2 separate regions of the Xenopus laevis genome follow, and region 2 is linked to region 1. A link is a contact called in public Hi-C data. All regions are on one chromosome and are shown on one strand. The core of a region is the stretch at or near the end of the contact, and the rest is flanking DNA. Distances in the headings are between cores, read along the strand shown. Region 1 holds the start of ferd3l.L (fer3-like protein). Region 2 has its middle 14 kb from the start of polr1f.L.

What was found. A called contact is a pair of places that touch in the nucleus more often than the background predicts.
Region 2: a contact with region 1 is called in a Hi-C map of the XL177 cell line, with 6 times the contacts expected there. The contact joins the enhancer-like site here to the promoter of ferd3l.L in region 1. A contact is called at or near these places in 3 of 4 Hi-C or Micro-C datasets (the XL177 cell line, the XTC cell line and animal cap).

What each region holds. Positions count from the first base shown.
Region 1 is chr6L:39,234,484-39,240,552 of Xenopus_laevis_v10.1, forward strand. It overlaps ferd3l.L (fer3-like protein), which reads right to left and starts at 2,610. Exons shown (of 1, transcript XM_018266961.2): 1 at 1,508-2,610. The coding sequence starts at 2,490. The coding sequence ends at 2,053.
Region 2 is chr6L:39,389,843-39,395,911 of Xenopus_laevis_v10.1, forward strand. No RefSeq gene overlaps it. Among protein-coding and RNA genes, the nearest start is that of polr1f.L, 14 kb to the right of the region's middle. Within about 2 kb of position 3,234, at least 1 of the 7 cell types and tissues checked has an H3K27ac peak or open chromatin away from gene starts, as enhancers often do.

The DNA of each region.
Region 1 (6,069 bases), core at 1,360-3,859:
CGGGTTATGTTTTCTTAAATATCTTATTAAATAAGTTGATCAAATCTTGAAACGAATTGAGATGACATGTAAATCCTTATCTCCTGCTGGGAAGCTTATTCAAGCCTTCATGAATCTATTGAAAATCTATATTCTAGACTTAATGAACACTATTTTACATTTATAGATCAAGCTTTAAACTGGAAACTGTTCCAAGTTAATGACGGCTTCATTGTGATGAATTAATGATCTCTCTCTGCTCAGAATTTGTAGGGGTTGTAAGTTCAGAAATACAAATTTTGTCTTATAAAAGAAAGTAAGTTTCCATTATACATTCATCCCAAATTTGCAATAGTTTTTAAATTGATTTATAAATGTAAATTGCCATTAAAAGCACCAGCTGTCTATGAATTGCTATTTTTCTATAAATAGTCTTTTTAATTGCAATTATGTTTACTAAAAAACTGCTAAAAATGTTTACTTGTATATTAAAATCTGCTTAATATTACATTTTCTTTCACTATGCAGAATGGTATCTAGTGTTATCTATTTTAATGTAAATTCTGTACTCAAAAGCACTAGCTGTCTGTAAATTGCTATTCTCTACATTGCTGGTTCTCACTATTGAAACAATACAGCAGAAGGCAGACTTTTCAAAAGGCCTGCAAGGCATCGTGGGAGGTTGAATTGTAGGAAAGTGACTTCTGCTACATTGTTTCAAGATTAAGAACCAGCAGTGCAGTCTTAAGAGGGCAAATAGTTTTTCAATTGCAATTGTGTTTACTAAAAAATGTTAACTGTTTTAACATTTTGCTGTATATTAAAAATCTGCTTAGTATTACATTTTCTTTCATTATGTAGAGTTGTAGCTTGTGTTGATATCACTTTAATGTAAATTCTGTATGCAGTGACAATATGTCAGATATCCAATATACAGTATGACTTCTTTCTCTTTATGCGTAAAATTCATTCTGGTGGTGCAGCAGTCTGTTTTCTGAAATGTATACAATAATTACTCTGGTTTTTTAATATATTTATAAAGGTTATAAAAACCCCACTTTATTTGTTTTTCCTTTCTATGGACTCGGCGGGCAGTCCTATTCCCAGCACATTGTTACAGTGACCTCCGAGGCATTATCAGATAATGCCAAAATAATTTAAGTTTTTCTTGCCTTTGCCTCGGCCTGTGAAGTTAAATCCCTCCCACCTGCAGGTGTAAGTGCAGCATCAACAGCTATCAAAAGCCAATTAGTTCCCCGAGAGTGGCCAGCACAAAGAGAGAGGCTCCGAGGTTTCTCAGGGCTCTCGACAACTATGAGCCAACACCAAAATGAAAAACCAGCCACTTGTTTAAACATTCTGCCTTGTCTTTTTAATATCACTCTTGTCAAAACCAATAATGGGGAAAACTTTGCACGTAATTTCCATTTTTTTTTTTTGCAGTCATGTGACAAGCGAGCTATGTTTCTGTTTAGAAAAAAAGCTGTGTGACCATTTAAATTATTATTCAAATATATATCAAAAGTTTTGATTATTTTAATATGGTTTCATTATTTTCATTACATTTCTTTTTCAAATGATTCCTAACTTTTTTTTTACCCAGGAGCTAATTATTAAGGCACTCTTGTCATTGGAATGAGTAATGGTTGCCGAAATGTGATTACAATTAAAATATCATTTAATTTTTATACAACATACACTTTTAACAGTCCACCCGACATAAAGTCTCTCTGATTTTTACAGTTTATCTACTAAAGCAGATAGATAATAGATACATGATTTTAATATACTGAAATCCAATATTAAACAAAATATACCATATTATTTTTTTTATGTAGAATAGTAGAATTTAAAAAGATTTATGTTTACTATTAGTACATAGGTCTGTGTACTCTGTTCTTCTCGGTTCCCCTTCTTGTATTAACACTATCCCATACGAGTATCTTAATTTAAAGCTAGAATGGCCAAAGATAAAGGGAAAGGACCCACCTAGCTTTTACTGTTGATTCATAAACAGGTTTTCCTTTGAATGTATCTGTTTTAGCATAGGCACTGGCTCCACCGTCACACATCCTATTTTTTATTTTCAGGGGTTTCCAGCAGTTCAGTCATGAAGGATATATATACTATGGCAAGGCGTAACGTCTCGATTCTGGAAAGTCTTTTTTCATAGGCAAAAGTGGGTACCTTTTTTCGGAGCAAATCAAAGGCTTCGTTGAGGTTAAACATCCGCTTTCTTTCTCTTACGTTGGCAGCTTGGCGCTGAGCATATGTGATCACCCGTTTTCTTTTGGGGCGACCCGTGGGAGAATAAAGTTGGAATTCCTCTTCATATTCTGTCTCTTCGTCTTCAAATCTGGTAATGGCAGAGACATCGTCATGGAATGAGACGGATCTGTCCTCAAATGAAGGAAAATCATAGAAACTGTCACCTAGGTTCAGACCTTGAACTGGACTCATCATTGCACGTTGATTCTCTCTGTAAAAAGAAAAAATCCGGCAGATTTGCATCAATCAAAAAGCAAATGAACAGCAAACTCTAATAAAACTTGGAATTCCACCTGTTGCTGTTTCACAATTTTCTACTGTTTGGTACATTTTAGGATAGTGAAACATACTTTCAAGCCGTCGAAATAGCCCCTTCAGCCCAACTAGTGTGAACATTTATATTTATATCCAAGGAGGTAACAGGATTAAAAAGGAAAAAAAAAAGCGAAAAAATAGTTTCATCCTAATGTTGATAGAAACAGACACACAAAAACCTAGGACACGTGGATATTCCGGTGGAAAAGCAGTTGAGTTTTTAAATCCTGTTAAAGTGAAGAAGGAGAATTTCTTTTTAGTATAGCTGACAGTTCTCACCCGCTGGGAAAGTAGAAAATAAGTGATTCTTCAAAGTAGACAATCCCAGAACTGCTCCATGCAGGAACTGTTGTGCCTTGCCTGTTGGAACGACTGAACTTTGGAGAAAGACTTTTCCAGTTGATATGAGATAAGTCTATGCTTGCTCTTTATGATCTTCTGGAGAGGGGTCTAGTGTGAAAAGGGTCAAATGGAAATGTTTACCCTGTTTCCCGGTGCAGAGACAGCTGAATGACAGGACCTCCATTTGCTTAAGCAAGCAGTGTAGCGTACCCAATATTGCATTCCCAATTGTAACTCTTGGAACCAGCTTTATCCTGCAAATAAGTTCAAATATGGACCCAACTGTGCAGTAAAACATTTTCTTTCAGTTTCGGAGATGAGTTTGTTACCACTGTTATTACAATGGAAGTGTGTAAACGCCTTTAGACATAAGAAGTCTAAGTACATGCTTCATCTTTAGAGGCCTGTATTAGAAACTCCCCACTGAAAAACACTAAGCCATAAGGAAACACTACATTGCTGAGGTTTTGATATGGTGCACGAGATGTTTTATATTTCTGTCTACGAAATCAATGTCTTTGAGGGATTTAAAACACACCAGCATTATTTACAGTTATATGAGAGTGCAGCAGTATACACTCATATAAAGTAATAGCTATTTTACAACTAAAAAACACATATCTATCTATTTTATCCATCAGAGAAAAATTCAGATATTGATGCATATTTAGTATAAAGTACGAATGGCTATCTTATTGCTCTCTAGTTGTTGCTGAACAAAAACACTCAACATTATATAAGAAACTTTGGCTGTTATAGAATGTGGAGTTGTAGTTCCATAGCTGCATGGATGCAAACTGATATCCATATTGGAAAATACAACTTATTGCTAGGACTAGAAATACAAGAAATCTAGAAAAGTAATTACTGACTGAACTTACATTAATGAAGACACAATAGACTTGAGCACAACTGCAAAGAGAAAAATACTACGGCATCAAATTTAATTTTAATTTCTTGGATTTTATCTAAGTGGGTTGCTGCATTTCTATTAGGATACACTGGGAGACCAATTTCTTAATTTTCTAATTCATTTTTTTTTATTGTGTTTGCGGAAAAACTGGTTAGAAGAAAACAATAGAATAAGCAGTTGCGCTGTTCCCATTCATTTCTGTGAATCTGTGAACTCTCAACTGTTCTTGACAATTTTGTAAAAATATAAAAATGGTAAAGTTTTACATTCAAATTTTTTTTTTAATTTGCTGAATTTCAAAAATTAGAGTCTGAAAAATAATATATTCAAGGTCCTTTTATTCACAACAAAAATGCAGTCACAAGTTTTAATAAATTTGCCTCCTTTTTTTTTTATTTGCCTGTGTGTTGGGAATGCTGGGAATAGTCAGGGGTGCTTCGCCAATGAGGCGAGTTGAGGCTGTCACCTCAGGCGGAAGCACCCTACTAGGTACCAGGGGCAGCAAAAATGCTGCTCCTGGTACTTTAAGAGCGAATTTTCGGGGGAGGGGGGCAGCAGCAACTGCTGCTGCCTCAGGCGGCAGAGGGGCCAGGATCACCCCTGGGAATAGTGATTGGTGAAAAAAATTGGCATACACTAATTTGCGTTGAAAAATCCTCTGCGGCAAAATAAATTTGGCGCGCGCATAAAAATTGATGTGCATTAAACATTATTTTGACACCCATTGACATTGCTACCTATCATGTTGGTGCATTATAAATAAAGAATATTAACCAAAATAACAGAAATATGGAAGGCCACTGGATCTGCTTTGAATTGCTCACACCATCTGTTAAACTTATCTTCATATTTTTGTGATTTTATCTGGTATATTAAATGCACTGTCAAATGGGAAACTCCTTTTTAGACCAATAGCAATCAGGTTTTGTATTTTGTAAACTGAGTTACATTTGTAATACTATGCAATCTGTGTCCTAATTGTGGGAAAATATAGAAAGACATTATGCTTCCGCTAAATCATATGCGATTGTTTCTTGCCAAACAGCTATTCAAGGGGCAGAGTAAACTTTGAATGAACTATATAAAAATATACATATACATATTCTAATAAAAAAAAAAACCAGTTGCTACGACTGTTGGATAAACAATAAAAATAATCAAGGGACAATTAGTAAATACTAAAATGCCCATGCCGTAAATGGAAATTGGCCACTCATCTATTAAATATTTCAGCTCAAAATAAGCCTTATGGCAAAGTAAGTTTATTCTAATATCTTGGTGTGTAAGTATTCCCTCCACACACCAAGAATACCCCTTGCTTGGTCTGATACCATTATATAAAAGTACTTCAGTAAATATATGCTTAGATCCATAACCTCTGAAACTCATTTATTTTTTAAATTGTTTTAATTATGAGAAAAAATGTTCTGCAATTTCATGGTTTTGTAAAACTAGGGGAGGCCTTTTATCAGAATTCAGTTTTTCTTTAATTCAAATAAAATTGGAATTTTTCCAAACTCTATTTGCTTATTGATTAAGGAAAATGTAATCTAAGAAAAATGTAATCTAAAAAAACTGATCAAACAAAACCACGAATAAAAAACTTGAGTGCATCATTTTCTACAAACTGAAAAAAAAACATCTTAAATTTTGCCTAGGACAACTCCAATAAACTTGCAAGCATTTAGATGATAAAGTTCTGCATTCCAGATTGTCTAATGTTTTGTGCTTTATAAATATCAAATATTTGCGTTTTGGAAACCCGGATTCAAATTCATGTGTTTTAGTGCAAAAGAAATGGATAAACTTCAGATTTAAATGTTGATACATCAGTTTTGCTTAATAAACAAGACACACGTCAATTGAGTGTATCCCTACTAAAATTCTCTATGTGTTAAACAAAAGAAAGCAAATACCCAACAGGCCAGCTGCAAATTCAGCCATGCATGGTAGGGAAATAAATTGGGGGAATACATTTTGACTGAATTTAATTAATTTAATAATTGCTAAACCACTGAATCTTAGATTGTAAACTCTACTCTACTGCCTTCCACCTCTGTCTCTTAATGTATTGCTTTATTATTATTATGATTATTATTCCTTACTATTTATGAGGTTTTAGTATTTTTGAAGATGCTCTTTGTAGTGCTGTATTCATTCATTTTCCCCCTTACAAGTTGCAATCGCAGCACAATTTATTAAAATGTTATGGTGATACAAGCTAAATTCCACTATTTCTGAACTCAGAACTT
Region 2 (6,069 bases), core at 1,984-4,483, 160 kb after region 1:
TAACCAAGGCTTTAGGGTGTACCTAGAGGGAGAATATGCAAGCCAAGGTTTGTACAGAGAAATATGGCCTATTAAATCAACAGTGAACAGAATGAAACTTTCTGTCAGAGCAGAAAGTAAAGACAAACGAGGTATCTAATTAGCTAGAAAACATACAAATTACAGTTGATGACGTAACTCACCTTTCTGGCACATTTTAGGTGTTCCAATACAATAGCACAATGTTGACTATTCCAAATGGAAATCCCTGACCTGCACGGATTACAGAGATACAGTTACAAATGGCAGTGACCTCGAAGAAAACAGTGAAACTAAGAAGTTTATGAAAGCAATTTTACTACAGGGGACTAGGATAAATAAGATAAATACATTCATAATTAGTATCCAACAAAGTTGAATAGGTTCCCTTTGTAAAAGAATGACTAGCATAAGCTGCTGTGAGTTATAGTCGTAGGTATGTGTCCAGAATGCTCGGGACCTAGGGTTTTCCAGATAAAGGATAGTTTCATCATTTGGATCTCCATACCTTAAATCTACAAGAAAAGCAAGTAAAAATGAATGAATTAATTAAATGAACCCAAGAAAATTGTTTTGCTACGTTAAGGATTAATTATATCTTAGTTTTCGTCAAGTACAAGGTACTATTTTTCCAGTACAGAGAAAAAGGAAATCATTTTTAAAAATCTGGATTATTTGGATAAAATTGAGCTCATTGGAGATGGCCTTACAGTAATTTGGAACTTTGTGGATAATGGGTTTCTGGATAATGGATCCCATACCTGTACAACAGCTGCAGAGCCTATATGGTGGCAAATAACCACAACATATAACCATTGATACAGCTATGGGATCAGTTATCTGGAAATCTGTTAGCCAGAAAGCTCCAAATCATGGTAAGGCTGTCTCCCATAGACTCCATTTTATCCAAATAATCCAAATTTTTAAAAATGATTTCCTTTTTCTATGTAATAATAAAACAAACTAAACTAAACTAAAATCTAAATAATCGTTATGGAAGCAAAACCATCTTATTGGGTTTATTTAACATTTATATGATTTTCTTTTAGCTTTAAAGGGGTGGTTCACTTTTAAGTTAACTTTGACAACATTATAGAATGGCCAGTTCTAGGCAACTTTTTAATTGGTCTTCATTTTTTATAGTTTTCTTTTTAATTATTTGCCTTTTTCTTCTGGCTTTTTCAAGCTTTCAAATGGGTGTCACTGACCCCCTCTAAAAAAAAATGCTCTGTAAAGCACCACATTTATTGTTATTGCTACTTTTTATTACTCATCTATCCATAATACTTTGCACCAGATTTGTTCATCTTAATATGGTGCTACAAACTACCTCTAATTTAAACTGTATAATCTTGATTACATTTCAAGAATCCAACCCACCGGTGTGTTAGACTTAAAACCCATCCAATTTCAATAGTCCAACCAAAGATCTGAGTATGATGTCATACACCAATATCTCAAGACCGTCTCTATTGTAAATGGTGCTCTTACACATTACACATTTTATACTTAAAATCTTTTGTTTTGTAAGAGAATACAGATCCCCAGTATGGATGGAGGCCATTGTAAAAGTACCTGGATATTGTAAAAACAGCTGGGCAAATCATCTTGGATAGTAGCGACTGAGCACCACCAGCTCGCATGGAGTCAAGGAATAGTGTTAGCCGGGATGTTTAAAAAAAAAAGTGCTGAAAGATGTAAATCTCTAAAATGGATTATTTGGTAATGAGCCATGGCCTGGATCAAAACATTATTTTTCCCATATACCCTGATTAATTAAAAAGGATATTTTATTAATCTAGCACTAGCTGGCAACCATTAGACCTGTAAGTGAAAAATACAGACATATAAACAGGAAGGATTATGCAGAGCAGGGAAATCCAACCTGCAGCCCCACCACTGATGCTAAACAGCAACTACCATCTCCCATGATTGCTGACATCCAAATACGTTAGGGGATGCAGAGACTTTTGGTTCAACGATAGGTTAAACATCTAAAAAGCAGAGGTAAATAGCCTATTTCATGTTAATGTACTGTGGGGAGATATATGCTGATATTATATTTAAAAATGAAGGACAAGTTAAGTCATAACTTAATATTTATTCAAGAAGTACTAGGGCATCAGACTTTTACATTTCTATCTCTTGTTGAGTCTCCACTTGTTTCCTCTCATTCACCCTCTTCTATTTTCTTTCAGGGAAAAAGCTTGTCAAGTGGGCATGAAGGAGGGTTGGAGGAACCCTGAAAGTAAGATGAGGATGAAAAAGTTGGAGTAAATTAAAGAGCACAGAGTAACTGGCACATTCATCATTTACCTTTATACTAATTAAATAAGCGAAAGACCAGTAAAACCAGCTACTTCTATACTATACGGGTTAAATGCCTCCTTTGAAGCCGAGGTCCTTGTTTTATTTCAGCATGTTTGCTATCAGCTCTGCAGTGTTGAGCTGAGTTTTATCAGTTGTCTAAACAATACCTCGCCCAGTCTACTATTTTCAATGGAGCATTAGATAATACATATTCATGTTCCCAAAAACCCTGCCAAACAAATCTCAAGTAAATTATAAGTAAAAATAGCATGTTTCTAGAAATGATGCAGAATTTCAGAAAGCACAGTACAGTACGGGGCACATTTACTTAGGGTCGAATATCGAGGGTTAATTAACTCTTGATATTCGTTTGATCGAACGATCTAAGGAATAATCAATCGATTGAACAATTAAATCCTTCGAATTGAACGATTCGAAGGATTTTAATCCATTGATCGAACGATTTTCCTTCAATCAGAAATTGGCCAGAAAGCCTATGGGGACCTTCCTTTGTTGTATGGGAGGACAACTGTCAGCGTGGAAGATGGAGTAGGCTGAGGGGAAGATGGAGAACAGCAGTGCTCAGTTGGTATGTGCATTGATTAGTTAGGACAAAATTACCCACCAGGCCATCACAGGCAGATCTGTCCTAGCACCAGTGTGATAAAGTTTTTGGTGGCAAGAAATCTGTACTGTTCCAATGCTCCAATTCTGGAAGACTTTTTATTATGATCTGTTGAACCACTTCAATTAGAGGCAGCTTTTTGTCCTGATCCATTTGGTTCATTACTTATCTCAGTGTTAAGGTGGCCATACACGGGTGAAAAGCTGGCCCAGTGTACGGGGCCCTCCGTCTGTCTTCCTCCAGAGTTGGACTGGGCCAGCTGAGGGACTGGGAAAAAACTGTGCCAGCCCAGACTTGCTCCACGCCCAAATCTCTCTGGTGTGCCCAACCTCCCTCTCCTGCCCCGGTCTCCGAATGAAAAGGTACAAGCACAAGGGGGACTGGAGGGGGGTTGCGACAGGGGCGGGAGGCCTGGAGGGTCTCTGTGGCAGTAGCAAGGGGCCCTGGCCAATCCGACCCTGGCTTCCGCAACAGATATTCCCGTCGGATCGAGGACCGCATCAGTTTGTTGATGCGGCCCTCAATCCAACTGATCTTTTCTTGTATAGTCACTTTAAGATGAGAAGAAAATTAACATGTATTCAGCTGTTCATGAAACTTATTACATTATAAAAATAATTTGAATTATACTAGCACACTAAATAAAGACTTATTGATGATGAAAATGTTATAGTGCGAGCCATAATTTGGTTGTTTCTTTCTCCTTTAGAAGGCCGGCCAAAACTTCCTGTGGTTTAGCACCCCACCCTCATCTAGGTAATTAATAAAGACATCCAGAAAGCAATAAGGAAAGGGAGAGACTCATTCCATCACCAAGAGAAATGGTTTGACTCAACTCCAAAGTAAGTGCCATAAGGCAATTGAATTGGCTGCACTGAGATTATCCAAACAAACATGAGTGCATATTATAGCTGAATTATAAATATACAGTGAGGCAGCTTTTGGTTTCTTTTGCTGAACAAAGATTCCTAGATATCAGAAGATTGTTACGTCTATTCTTTTTTTTTTTTTTTTTACAAAATTATTGTAGGGCTCGGATTGAAGGTCAGTTAGGCTGAAAATTAAGGACAATTGGCATTTGCTCTCCTAGAACTAAAAGCCCAGCTTGAACATCAGTTAGAGTGAAATTTGAAGTGAATACATATTGGCTGGTTTAGATATTCTTAATATTATGACTGATACATTTATATCTGTACCATTTAATGAGCCAAGAGGGGCCTTGATGAACGTTTGGACTTTCAAATAGAACTTGAAATGAAAAAAAGTAATAACCACGATCTTGGAGCATGGTGTGGTCTGTGGCCATAAACTTACCACCTTCCAGGATCCATTCACTTTGTCACAGTTCATTTCTTAGTCCCAACTTCTTTAATGCAAAAAATGCTGTAAAAAGTTAATGTAATTTTAAAGGCCTTCATTTAGATGTTACACATAATGTACAACAGTACTGTGAATATTCCCACTATTTAGAGTGTGCAATGTTTATTCTACACACACAGTTCAGCATGCTGGTTTTTTGAGAAAAAAATTAACTTCAAATTTACATTTTAGTTTCATTACATATTTGTCATTGGCGTTCTTTGAATATGTGTACGTAGGTATTTTTAATGTGTTTTTTTTTTGTTCTGCATCAGCTTGGCATTTAAAGTTGGAAATTAGCACCAGCTAATAGTTTCACCCTTTAGATATTTTAGTGTATGTTGTTGATGTTGTTAAAGGAGAACTAAATCGAGGTACAATAGCCTCTTAACTGCCCTCTATCGGCACCCTCTCCCTCCCAGAACAGTGTATTACATAGAAAGGCACCCATATTTGGAAACTCGAGTTCAAAATGTAGAGCAGCACAGTGGAGTTCCCAGGCGCCATATTCTGCTCATTCGCATCCTCTTTGGGTCTGTACACCGACATGGAGCCTGCAGGAACATGCACAGTCCTGAACACATCTTTTGTCTACTCCTTGATATTCCCACCACTGTCTCTTCTATGGCCATGACGTAGCTTCCCAATGCCTTGCACCCTTCTGTTATTCTCCTTCACAGGTCTGTTAATTCCAGAGCATGCAAGCTATTGTAGGAGTAGGACTTTTAGCTGGTGTGGGAGAGTGACTAGAAAAAGATGGAAAAAAGTCACTCTAGCCTTTAATTTCTCCCTAGGTACAGAGAGAGGTTCCAGGAAGGGAGTTGTCTTTAAACAGAGAACGGATTCTCTGTTTAACTTTAGTAGCCAGGTATTCCATTCCAGTCTGGAAATTGGAGCTCACCTTCCAGAGGAAAGCTGTCCTGTGGATAGGCTAATTAAAGTTAATTGAAATGGCAGAGTGTGTCTTTCAGCAGGGCATAGCAGGTAGGAGACCTGGCTGTGTAAAGAACTCCCAGAGGAGCTGGGGGTGCTGCTTGCTGCCTGAAGCAGAAAGTGACCGGGACTGTGTATTGGTTGAACTGGCTACAAGAGTTGAGGGAAGCCAGGAAGCTGAACTCTAACAGGAAAGAGTCCTGTGAGGACAGGGGTGAGCCAAACTATATTGTTTGTTGTTCTGGTCGTCCACAAGGGGCCCAGTCTAGTCAGGGACTGCTTTAAAGTGTGAAAATAGTGGCCAGTGCGCAAGGTTTTTATTTTATGTTTGTTCGATACAATGGTCACCCTTGTTGATATTTGACTGTTTATGTTACAAAAGTGGGAAAATAAACTGTGTTTTCCTTAAAGAAGACTGTGTCACTGTCTTCCTGCTCCTGTGTCCTATGCTGCCCCCCAGAATTTATGTGTGAAAACGGCCAGTTTGCCCCACTGGTTTTGTATTCAGGATCAGCAGTGGGGAAATAGGAAGGATCAGACAGATTGGCTTCAGCAGTAATTTTAAAATCAGATTTTTTTTGTATTATTGTATATTAAAGTCACTCTGGTATATTAACAGAGACCTTAGACAGTAAGCATAAGATTGGCTGATCAGCACGGAACAGTCTGCATAAAGTATGGGCGCTATATGAATATATAGAATTAAAAGTTTTTCACAAATTCTAACATAAAGGGCTATAATGTTACATAAGCAGATACTTTGTAGCCCAATGGAATTAGTTCAGCAGAAAGGTAAAGCATTAACTTTGGCATACTTTTCCACA